Regions from separate parts of the Columba livia genome. Here region 2 is linked to region 1. Evidence: chromatin contacts called from public Hi-C data. All regions are on one chromosome and are shown on one strand. The core of a region is the stretch at or near the end of the contact, and the rest is flanking DNA. Distances in the headings are between cores, read along the strand shown.

Region 1 (6,220 bases), core at 2,231-4,730:
GGTGACCCGAACCGCATTTGGTGCTGTGTTTGCAAATACAGGAAAGCTTTTGTTTTCTAAAACTAAAGAGTAATACAAACTATGAAACGTGAATTGTCAGTCCTCAGCAGGGGTTAGGGGAAAGCTGCCCCGGGTCGTCCCCATGCTGGTAGGGTCCTGCGCCTGCCCCCATACCACACTGGGCACCTCTTACAGCCACGGGCACTGCCCCAACTGTGTGTCCTCTGAGCCATGTGCAGCCTTATGTGAAGGACAGATCTCTGGGGAGATCTTAAGAGCTTTCCAGATGCTAAAGTTCGCTACTTCAATTTATCTGACTTAGGTAAAAACAGCCCAAAAGACAGAGCAAACAGAGCGAGCTGCTCCAGGATCCTGTATAAACCTCTAGCTGAGATACAGGCACAGCCTAAAACCCAAGTCATCTTGTTTTCACAGTGAATTCAGATTGAAATAGCAAAGTTGGATTATCTAACCAGAGTTAGGAATGTACTTTTTTTTGGCAATGCTTATCTCTGCTAGACCAATAAATTCACAGCGTAAACTTTGAGAACTACACTGGTATAAATAATCTCAAGTTGTTGTCCATGGTCCCTGTTGCACAAGACTTTTTGTGAACCTGACTGGAATCCAGTGTCACTGGTAACACTGGGAGGGATCCCATCTACCCAGCCCTTTGGATGCCTGCCTTGAGTGACTTTTAGTTTCAGTTTTTGGTCTTTGTCCCAGGAAGCTGATGGAGTCCTCAGCCTGCTTCCTTCATCCCCACCACATCTCTTTGCTTGGGCTTTGCCAAGACCCCAGCTGGAGCTGAGACTCCTCTCCAACCACCTCTAGGTCACAGCAGACTTTTGAGAGGGTGTGTGGGGGCAGATGTGTTTTTGTCCCAGGACAGGTACTTTTGACCACTAACATTCATTGCTCCAGGATTCTTCAGCCTAAGGAAGGAAAAACCTAATGAATTTAGCTGCTTGTGAGGTTAAGACAGTGGCTAGACTGGACTGTTCTTTAGATCTTAGATTCTGGAGTCTCCATTTAGGATGAAGTATATAGAGGCAACATAAAAATATTCCTTGCCTCAGGGAGATCCACTCACTGGCTTAGACGATGTGCATCATGCGTTATTCACCACATTCATCACTGTCTATTCACTGCAGTAAGTATCACCTATTTTTTTTTTCATATATTTGGCATGCATGATAGGTGTTTTCACTTTCTGTGACAAGTCAGGACAATCAATATTTTTGCCATTTACAAAAGCTGTAACATACTGAATTTTGTCAGTTATCTTTGTGTCAGCTTCACAAAAGCATAGTAAGCTTTATTTCTTTCATTCATTTCCTCCCATAAGCTGTCAGTATGGCCCATTGTTCATTGTTTTTTCTAATGTGTCCCTTAAGGGTAAACATGGCTCTGGATGACAATAACATTTTGCTGAGGCTCCTAACTAGCCCTTACTGTAAGGCTGTGCCTGGTTTTGTTGAAAGTAGTATCACTTTCTTCAATAAAATATCTTTGAGCAGCAACAGCACCTCTGTATTTTGGAAGGCTGGCCAGCTCTAGCTGTGCTGCTGAGAAACTGCAGTCTTTCCATTCTTCCACAGCCTCCAACAGTATAACAAATAATAAGGTTACCAGAGGGCAGAGGGTATGCAGCTTAGTGTGTAAAAAAAAAAACTAATCAGATATCGTTATTTCCCATAAACACTTACAGCTGCAGCTTCTCTGCCAAAAAAAAAAAAAAAAAAAGAAAAAAAGGGGGGGTTTCCAGTTGGATTGCTAAATTCATTATCTCACTGGGAAACATCGACGGAGGGGAGGGCAAGAGAACTTTTGCTTTCATATGAATAATGAAGTCAAATCCCAGGAGGAGTGAAAGACCTATCTCAAAGTAAAAGCTACCTGTGCTGCTCTGAATTTTTAGAGTGAGATACCTACCACAGGGTAAGCAAACACTCTTCCAGCAGTGAAGATGTAGTCTAAGAACAAAGTTGTTTCCAAGAATTTTTAAAGTGATACAGAGGCCTTTTCCTCTGAAATCTAAATAAAGGCTGTTGGGATGCTGATGAAGACCATAGATGATGTTACATCTTCAGGGTGGGACAGACTGACTTACACAGCAAAGGTTAAAAACTATCCTGAGGATACACACAGGCAACTATTCCTTTGTGGGGAAACTGGGCAGCAGGAACAAATGTGATTTAGGAAACATTCACGGCTGGAACTCACCTACATCACTTACAGGTTTTATACGTTGAGACAGGATACTGGCACATCACCAAAGCTACATTTTTGTGAATCTCAGTTTTTTAAATGCATCTCAAGCCAATCTCTCTGAAGTAGCCCTGTGAAATATGAATGATAACCAAGGTAGTTTTCATCTACAGGCGATGAAGCATTACCTGTTCATCATCAAAGGAGAGACAGAGACACATGGAGGGTGCAGTTCACCTCAGCCTAGATTCATGTGAGATGAATCCTGACCAGAAAGTCCCCATGGAAGAGTGCAATGTCGTGTGGGACACCCACCCCCACTCTGAGCAAGCATGCAGAGGGAACACAACAGTGGCCTGAAGCCCCAGCCAGGCTGGGAAGGTTTCTTGAACTGCTGGGCACAGCACCAGAATAAAGAGATCTACCACTTCCCTGGGTCTTCAGGGGCATAGCAACCATGAGATGGGTTTTCTGTTTTAAAGACAGATCACATATTCAGAGAATTGCTGTTCACCATCAAGTTCCTGGAACTGTAGAGGTTCACCCAAAACAAGTTACCAGTGGTTTCAAGCTTTCATCTCTACCTGTGGTAATCAGATATTTACTTTCTGCTTGTTCCCAGCTGAGAGCTGTAAGAATTCTGGGTAAACAACCCAGTCTCCTCATTAACCTTGTTGCAGGTGCTAGACACACAGCCCTTCTGATGAGCAGAGCAATTTCCAAAGGGAAAACACAAAAAGGCTCAATTTACCTTGGCTGTCTCGGCACCCATCCCACCCCACCCCTCCCCACCATCAGTCATCTGGATGAAGACACAATGTAGTTGTCTGGATAAAATCACTGGTTTGGAGGGTTGGCAGACTCTCTGAGGTCCTAAGCTGATCTACTGTAGGAGATCCAGTCACTCAGCTCCCACTGTCTTCCCAGGCTTTGAATTTGGGGGAGCATTTAGAAAGCAAATCTTTGGGAACTTCATTTCACTCTGGGAATGTGCTTTGCCTGGAAGCATGTGACTTCAGTCTCAACAGGGCTAGCAAGCTGCTCACAATGCGCATTTTCAAAGACATATGGGCCAAAAGTCAATGGGACTTTTCCCGAGTAGTAAGAGTGGGTTATCCAACATCAACACACAGCTATTTCTGCAAATGTGTGACAACATGCCACAAGCCTCCAGAGCAGTCTTCCCAAGAAATGCCACCAATGCAATTAGGCTTTCTGCCATGATACTCTGGGCAGCAAGGCAGCCTGGGATCAACTCAAGAGCTGAAGCAAAAGCTGGGGTTTGCCTGTGAGCAGCATTCTTCTCTAAATTAAAACCCTGATATTTTATACTATGGAAGTCAGTCTTGGAAAATGGGGGATTCGTCAAGGTAAGGAACAATTTAGTAGTTTAATTATGAGCCCTTTAATGTATTTTCATAATCAGTTAATAAATACCTTAACAATAAAATTGAATTTAAGCTTTTAATAGGCTGTGTTGGATTGAACCTAAACAAAAGAATTAGCAGCTCCAGGCATTGTGCAATAACTTCTCACTGCTTGGTGCCAGGAGAAACAAAGCATTTCAAGTACATTTTTTTGTACCTCACTATAATAAACGCTTGTAATATTCCCCAATTTCTGGAGTGTAAGATGCAGATCTTATTTATCACAGTATGTGACACATCTGGCACATGGATCAGGAAACAACTGTTTTACTTCATTTCTGTCATCACCTTCCAACAGATTTCTTTCACATTCCAATTTGGACGAGAGAACTTGGACTTTCTCTCCATAAGTTCTCCATTAACAGTTTCACAGCAACAAGCACGATTGGTTCGTTCTCCTTCCACAGCAATTAGTTACACCAAGCTGCATATTTTGACTTTTATTACAAGCGAACATGTAAAATTGCTGGTATTTACTCCTATCTGCTCCCAGCGCCTCTGTCACAGGCAGAGTAGATAGATGCTTGCTGACTGTCATTACCTCCGTTTAGTACCGCTTTCGAGTGGCGTCGCTGCCTGGATGCGCGTTGCCGGTTTCTGCCGCCTCCTGTCACTGTTATTAACATGTGTTTTATTTACAGTAGGGCTTTTGTTATGTCACAGAGCGTGTTTTGCAGCTGAAGAGAGCTCTCTGTCTTCTGCTTGAGTAGGGGCAAGCATATCAAACTCACTGAGATGAGAGCTTTGCAAGCTGCAGGAACGACTGCACTAATAAAGCTTGAAAAGCTTGAATTACACTGGAACCCACAAAAATTTTCAAATTAAAAAGCCATATTTAGAGGCCTCCTGTGGACTGTGATTTTATTTAGTTTAATCCCCTCTTGAGGCCAATTAGGTAGACACCCTTCTGCACATGCATACACCAGAACAACAACAACAAATATATATATATATGACTAGTTAAAAAGGGGGGTAGTATATCACTCATCCATTCAAAGACTGAAATTCTTTTCCCTTCTGTTGTCCTTGAAAATAACATGGCTGTCAGAAATCAATAAAAGTACATGCAAACAGTACTCATTTTATTTTTCTAGGCTGTGCTTTAACTTTCCCTTGTTTCTTTCTGCAACATCTAGTAAATTTTCACTGTTTCACCAAATGTATAATAAGTGCAAAACCTCCAGTGTTACTGGCAGGGAAGGGCCGGTGGCCTTGTTTCTTAGCCTGGGAAGTAAAGAGGTGCTGTGAAAATAAATTCTTCAGGCAATTGATTGAAATTTATCATCTCTGCATAAAATGCATGCATGGGGTAGGATAAGGATGCACTCCGCTTTCCCTAACCGAACCCCTGTTAAGTGCAATAGGCTTGTCCCAGCAGTGAGCCCAAAGAAAGTCTGACTCTATATGCACAGATTTAATTCACCCCTCCCTCCTTTTTTTTTCCTTTTGCATAAACTGTTGGCAAGGAGCCAGATTCCTCACTGCTGCTCTTTGCATCAGAAGTGCAAACTTTGTCTCCTTTGTACCAAGCAGCAGACACCACATGTCCCATATGAAAAAGGAGTTAATAAAATGCATGCTGAAAATATAAAAGAAGGTCAGAGGTGATGTTTTGGTAATAAGGACTTCTCCAAGTGGGGAAAACAAAAGATCAAAGTTATTGTAGCTGTCACATCTGTCTACAGCAATGGGCAAATAACAAATAAATATCCCCCCTAGCAACTCATGCTTTCACTACCAGAGTGGGTTAAGAGTCCAAAATAATAAGTTCTTAAAACTTTGCCAGATACCTAGTGAAAAAAACATCTTTCCTGAAGGTAACACATTTGTGCGGAAGTGTTCACGGGACAGGATCTTTCCTGCCCCAGTAAAACATCCACCACAGCATGCCCTGGACCCAGCAGCCTCGTGGCCTGGCTGGGGAGCTCAGGGCACAGGCAGTGCAGGAGTCCTGGCAAATTTTGGGGACAAACATGAGCTGTGGCTAAGAGCTGCAGGCTGCTGCCAAGGTAGAGGGAAAACAGCCCCTGATATGGAAAAGGAAAAGCTGATTTGTGAAATTCAGCAGCTCAAGTGAATTTTCAGGACAGGCATCTTTCTGATTTTCTAAAGAACTGCACGGGGTCTGTGCTTAGATACACCAACTTAAATCTTTGAGAACAACATAATGAAAACAAGGGCTAAGGAAATGTGCCTGAAATAAACGTAATTTTATGGCACTTAAAAACAGATTCGGGAAAAAAGTCTATTTTGTTTTACAGGGGCTTTTATCCTGAGCTCATTTCTATAGTGTTGGAGCAGCATTTAGCATCTCCAACATGTTTATTCTCTCATCTGCCACACAGGGGCGATGCATCTGCAACAACTGTCATGTTTGGGGAGGCTCCTGCTTCACTTTTTCAGAGAGATTGCACAGAGGCGTGGGGCACTTCAGCCAACATGCTTTGTTTGGCATTTATGTTTGAGAAGGTAAAGTTAAAAAAGTAAATAAAAAAAGGGAAATCTAAAAAAAAAAAAAAAAAGACAGACAAAAAAATCCTCAAAGCAGATCCAACCAGTTGATCAAGGATAAAACTACATAG
Region 2 (6,220 bases), core at 2,775-5,274, 100 kb after region 1:
CTTTAGGTATCTCCCTGCTCAGTGTCTTGTTCAGACTCTCTGAGTTGCTCTCAAGAAGCCATCAGAGCTGCCCAGCTCTGCCCATGGGCCAGGCAGAAGGCTGAGATGGGACTTAAGTGTCTGACTGTGTCCTGAAGTGAAGAGTCCAAGTATCCTGCCAACAGGTGACAACCGCTCAGCTTAGCTTAGCCATCACACATCCTTGATCCAGCCAAAAGCTCACCCAGCCCAGGTGCTATTTGTGCCTACAAGCTTGTAGTAAACCTTTAGGAGAGCAGCGTATACACACACACAGTCCTCAGGCAGCTCCCCGTGACTGTGCCAGGTCATTAAAAACGTATCTTGTTCCCATCTTGGAAACATTTGACCTGCGGAAGAGAAATCAACGTTTGGCATGTCTTCCCTTCAGTTCTCCCAACCCACACTTTGTTTTCATGTTCTTTACTATCAGTGAAGACATTTTAACAAGCCACAGAAAAGTTTTGGATGAATTTGCTTACTTTAAGGCATTTCTGAATCTACACTGCCAACAAAGATGACTCAACTGCAGTACTTCCTAAAATCCCAAGTACTCAACAGTAAGTTTTTAGTCATAACAGACAGTCTTAGTCATAAAAAAAACAACTCTACTCTCAAACTGGGTATTTCTGTCATCTATATAAGACACAGTAATAAGTAATCAGACCTCTTTTGTGTTATTTGCCCATTGCCTTAGTATGCAGATGACTTCTAATTTAACAAGCATCTTATGACAATATGAAGGAGGCAACTTTTCCTCTTGCACTCAAGCAACTTAAGAAGTGTCTCTGAAACTGCCTATGTATGTTAGCTTTCCAGCCACCAGCCAACACAGTATGGCAGTGGCAAAAGCCAGCAAATTCTCTCCAAAACTCTACTAGAGACTCACAGATTTGGGCTGGGATTTGGGATTTTAGGTCAAGCTAGATGTCAATCCAGTTTGTATCATCACAGTAGCAAGGAGAAAATTCAACGGTGTTGAAGCCATCTGGGTGTTGAAGCTCAAACAGCAGAGTACTGGAGCTAAACTGAATGGCACAACAGCCCAAACCTGTCTCCTCAAAAAAAATTACTGCAACAGGATCTACCCATTAAAATAGAAACCTTTTGCTGGGTTCAAGCAGCAGCATCAGTGTCAGAAAAATGCAGATGGAAATACTGGGATGAGTACAGAGCCCAGACCAGTGACCAAACAATAACCCTACTCCTGAGGTCTTGGATCATACACATACGCAGTGCCTACTGTTCCCTCTGCTTGGATATATTCCTTTTTCCTGCATATGCCTCTGTGCAGTCTTGACACCATTTAAAGGAGAGTATGTGTAACCACTTGCATGAAATTGCCTGTTCTCAAGGAATAAACAAGCTAATATGCTGTGGGGCTGAGGCTGGGAAAAAAATAAAAAAGATAAAAGGTATGACAAGCTCCCCTCGCTTTCCATATCTGTCTTAAGAGTGAAAGGTTGTCATCAGGGCTTGTAAAACTCTAATACACAACATGCAACCCTTATCAAGGTGGATGGGGGAGAAAAACAAAACAAAACAAAAATGGTTTGAAGTTTTGGTAGTTGATTTGTTATTTTTGTGAGCACTCTGCTATAAAATCAGAAATTGCACTGTTTTTTTCAAATTTTTGCCTTTGCAAGGAGAAAAAAGTGTTCCCTTTCAAACAGGGGATAGAAGTGCACTGGAAAAATAAAATGCATGCTTTAGGAATGTTTCTCACAGGAAAAAAAGAAGACACTCCTACAACAGGACATACAAGGCAAAATTTGCAGCGGCATAAGACCATATGAAAGGAAATATTAAAGCTTACCACACTTCTCTGCTAGGCACACACCTAATCTACCTGACTGCCTCTCCTCTCACATACAGCCCAAAAAGCTGGTCCTAGGTGAATGTTAGTAAGAATATACTATACTTTACCAGACACAGCATCTTGGCCTGGACTAACACTCTTATATGGACACCAAGGACATTGCTAAAGAAACACAGACCCTATTGTTAATCGTTTCTTTTAGCAAACTTCCTTCACAGCCTGAGCTAAGCACTGTATTAAATTGTGAAGAAATCACTAGAACTACTACGCTGCAAGTGACTTTCAAATCAAGTGCATCAGTAATACGGTATTTAGCGCTGTGCTGTAAAGAGTGGTAAACGGAGGTGTCATAAATATCTGACTTTATCATCTGTTGACTCATAATCCAGATGCCAATGGGATATAAATCATGTAAAGCACGTTTCCAGATTAGGAAAGTCTGACTGTTCACTATTGTTCTAGCAAACCGCATTATTTCTTTGTAGGATCAGGAGTGCCCTCTGATGGTTAGTATGTAGTATTGCCAAGTCAGAGTTGGCCGGAAAGTGGCACATCCTAAATTGTCTACAAAATACAAAATGTTCTCACTTCCTGCACTGCACGTTTACAGTCTTCCAATAACCAACCTTATTTTGTTGGAAATTTTTGCACATTTATCTTTCCATTTCAGTTCTGTATATTGATATTTAATGGTGCACACACACCCATATTTGGGATGCCACCAGAGAACTGCTTGCGCATATACCTAGTTTTAAAAGAAATAAATTAAAATAAATTTCAAACATATAGTAGAGGATTTCTGTAATAGGCTCTGAGAAAGGACTTGAAAGGCCCTGCCAAATTCGGACACTGGGAAATTCAGATATTCAGCAGAATGCCAGAAAACAGGATATAGCTGGAAAAAAACAGGCAAGCTCTCTGAAGAAGTGCTTATGTGCCCAAGAGCTTGTACATGTTTTTCCAACCATATAAGCTAGGCTAATAAAACATGTTAATTCCCTCCACAAACCTTGCCTCACATGCTTAGAATATCACGTCTACAACAGAACTGTGAGAAAACAGGAAATCGATATATTTTTTCCTCTCACCTGTCCTTCAGGTATTCAGCATTGTCAGGGCTATTTGTAACTCTACCATCTATAATATCAACTGTCCTTTCAAAACAGATTTGGTAGCTGGAAGAGAGCCACAGACTTAGAGCTTTCTGTGAAGACAACCTCTCTGCCCACTACATAATACTCATGTCTCTCAACTGAGGGAGCAGCAGGACCGGAGCTAACACCTTTGGTGAGACAAAATCCCTCCAAACTGGTACCAACTGCACATTTTATTATACATTGGGAAAATAAATGCAAATTTGCAATATCCAAACCCTTCTAATATTCATAAACTGCATTTTATGGTTAATACTAGTCTGACCACCTGAAGACCCTTAGTCAGGCAAAATACTAAGAATTGCACATTGTTTAATAAATTACAAATGCAAACAAGTTTCAGTGCAAAAATCAGTTCCTTAGACTTGCAATGGAGGATGGATGGCATCAAGAGATGTAGCTGGGGAGCAGAGCTGTGTGCATATTCCCTGCTTTTCCATCGTCACTAATGATGTGCAAAGGCAGCAGCCATTTTGTTCCCAGGTCTGTTGCACTCTGCTAGCAAAGAGGGACACACAAGCTCTGCTCTCTCACGGCTACTTTATCCTGTTGTTATTTTTGTAATCTAAACCAAATGTCATTTTTAGATTTTCTCTCTGATGACGAAAGCGGAAGATAACAGCTTTGGATGAAAAAAGACCAGCAGTAAGCCTTTTCTGTGCCAGCTTCTACTCTGATTTTACATCTGCTGCAGAACCCTAATTGTTTTGAAATACAGCGATACTTGGGAATGATGAGTGGAGTGTCCCTTTTCCACCTGCGATTACAGACTGGGATCTGCACGACGCTGACCCGGAGTATGAGGCATCTCCTCAGCAACACCCGTTTCGAGAGATCCCTGACCCTCCTGTGTGAGGCCCAGCAGCCTGGCGAGCACCCCGAGGAGCGGACATGCTGCCCGGAGCTCACCGGGACCCCTGCGGGCTCTCCCTCCCCAGCCCGCAGTCCTGCGGGAGAGGGCCTCCTCACAGCGGCTCCCTTGCAGACAGAGGTTCCTAAAGCTGGTTTTCCCCCTTTCTGAAGGAAAAACTACTCGATCCTCTTGTCCCTGAGGGTTCCTCCACCCCGGGGTGCCGACGGAGAGCTCCGGGGTGAGGCCGGGAGGAGGCTGGGGCCATGCGGGAGCCGAGGCGGACGAGGGGCTCCCGCCCCTGTCCGCCCCGGCTCCAGCTCTGCCGAGCGGCCTCTCCTGTCCCGGCACCAGCCCCGCAAGTGGGGAGCAGCAATTCCCCCGCAGGCGACGGGGAAACCTACTGCTGCTTCCTCTCCTCTGCTCACGTCCCCCAATTAACCAAGTGCCGCCTAATTAAGTTTCACGCTAAGTTGCCCCGCCTGTCATCCCGTTCCAAGTTTTCAGCCTCCTCCGCGGACGCCCGGTCACCCCGGACTGCAGAAAGGAGGCGGCTGCGGAAAGATGGAGCCACGAGAAGAGCCGGAGCCCCCTCTTATGGAGGCTGGGGGGAAAGCGCCCCGAGGGGCAGGCTCTCCCTCCGCCGCCGCCCGCCCGGGCGCCCTGCCGCCCTGCCGCCGTGCGCCGCGTCCCGCAGAGCCACCGTCTTTCCCAGCCGCACGGCGCTTCGCCTCGCCGGTGCCAGCTGGGGCATAGCGGCTCAGCCCCGGGGAGGGCGAGTCGGCTGCTCCCCGCAGCCATCCGCCCCGCAAGGGGCCCACGGCCGCGATCGCTGCGGGACGCGGCGCGGCGGGGAGGCAGCGGGCGGGACGCAGGTGTGCCGCAGGTGTGCCGCGGGTGGCGGGGCGAGCTGCGCCGGGGCGTTGCGCGGGTGCGGAGGCAGGGCCGGCACTTGCAAGGAGCCTTCGCAGCTTCCGACACCAAGTGTGCCTGGGAGCGCAAAGGCGCTGGAGCCGGGGTGCCCGTCGTCGCCTGGCGTGCTCCGTGCCCACAGAACCACCAGAAAAAGCGTGAAAACAGCCAGGGCGGGAACTGCCACTGAAACCACCGTTTTGAAGAAGCTGAGGCGCTGCGCCAAGCCTCGGGGCTTGTCTGTGTCCTTGGCACCCCCGAAGACTTGATCCAAGTTTGTTTGAGTCCAGATCCTGCCTCATGGCCCAAATGCTTCTCCATGTTTGTTTTGTACTCTCCTGTGTTCATCCCAAGCAGGGTTGTTGTCACCCAGAGGCCCACTGTCATCTGTGGGCCTGGTCGGTAATTTGTACCTACCCGCCCCTGGCGACTGGCGGCGTAACTGTGCAGGAAAGGTTTATAGCACGGAACTCTTTAAGTCCTGCTTTGAATCAGTCAAAAAGGCAACACCTTAGACATTTTTGTGAACCAATAACCTGAACAGAAAACAAATCAAGCCTACTGAAAAACTTAAAGGATGTTTTTATTTTGACCTTAACACTTTTCCACCCATTTCAGCATAAATCAGCTAAACTTTCAAATGAATGTGCACTTCTAAATTAAGACAAAAAAAAAAAAAAACAACCAAACAGGTTTCCATTTAAAATGTGAAACAGGTTATGCTGGGTACTCTTATCATCTTTTAAACACACTTTTCAGTCAATATTAATGGAAACTGATCCTTTTAGCATGACAGTTTGTTCCGAAAATCAGCATTGTCTAGTGAAAGTAGTAGTAATAGTGGGGGTGCTGATGATCAAGCTAATAGTAGCAGTAGTAGTAGCATTAGTAATACTGTGACCAGCACTATTTGGCATCACAAGTACCAAGAGATCCCAGTTCTCTTCTGAAATCCCAGTGTTTTGGTATCTACACTTATCGATGCACAGTACCTACTGTAACTGTTTAGCTATAGCAGTAGCATCTCAATGGGCAGAATAGGCACATAGCTGCTTAATAAAAACAGTTTCCTAAATGTGAGAGGGATGACAAAAGGGATGAGCTAAGGGGAAATACTTGTAATTTTCTAAGAGGAGACTGCTGGCAGTCATGCTAAACTGTAGGGAATAGCTCAGAAACAGCAGCTGGTTTATGAGTGTGCAAAATAATATGGCAAAGAGGCCTACTGGGTCCTTCCTGTGTGTATGGCCTGTGGGATCGGGAAGTGCTTATCAGAAAGAAAGAACCAGAGCTGAAGCCAGGGAAAGAGAGTTACAGAACTTTCGGGTTGTCCTATAGTGAAATCCTTATAGCTTGAAATTGTCCTGAGCTTGTATAGAATAAAATACTGCCTTTTGTTGCTGCATAGCACCGGAGGAGCAAAATTAATGCCATTTACATTTCTAGGGGACCTGGATATTGCCAGCC

Evidence for each region. A called contact is a pair of places that touch in the nucleus more often than the background predicts.
Region 2: a Hi-C map of crop shows a contact between it and region 1, with 4 times the contacts expected there. The contact joins two enhancer-like sites. A contact is called at or near these places in 2 of 2 Hi-C or Micro-C datasets (crop and liver).

Annotation. Positions count from the first base shown.
Region 1 is chr3:37,392,226-37,398,445 of bColLiv1.pat.W.v2, forward strand. No RefSeq gene overlaps it. Among named protein-coding and RNA genes, the nearest start is that of NT5E, 110 kb to the right of the region's middle. Within about 2 kb of position 3,481, at least 2 of the 3 cell types and tissues checked have an H3K27ac peak away from gene starts, as active enhancers do.
Region 2 is chr3:37,493,582-37,499,801 of bColLiv1.pat.W.v2, forward strand. All of the region lies in intron 2 of LOC135579006 (a long non-coding RNA gene), which reads right to left. Among named protein-coding and RNA genes, the nearest start is that of NT5E, 12 kb to the right of the region's middle. Within about 2 kb of position 4,025, at least 2 of the 3 cell types and tissues checked have an H3K27ac peak away from gene starts, as active enhancers do.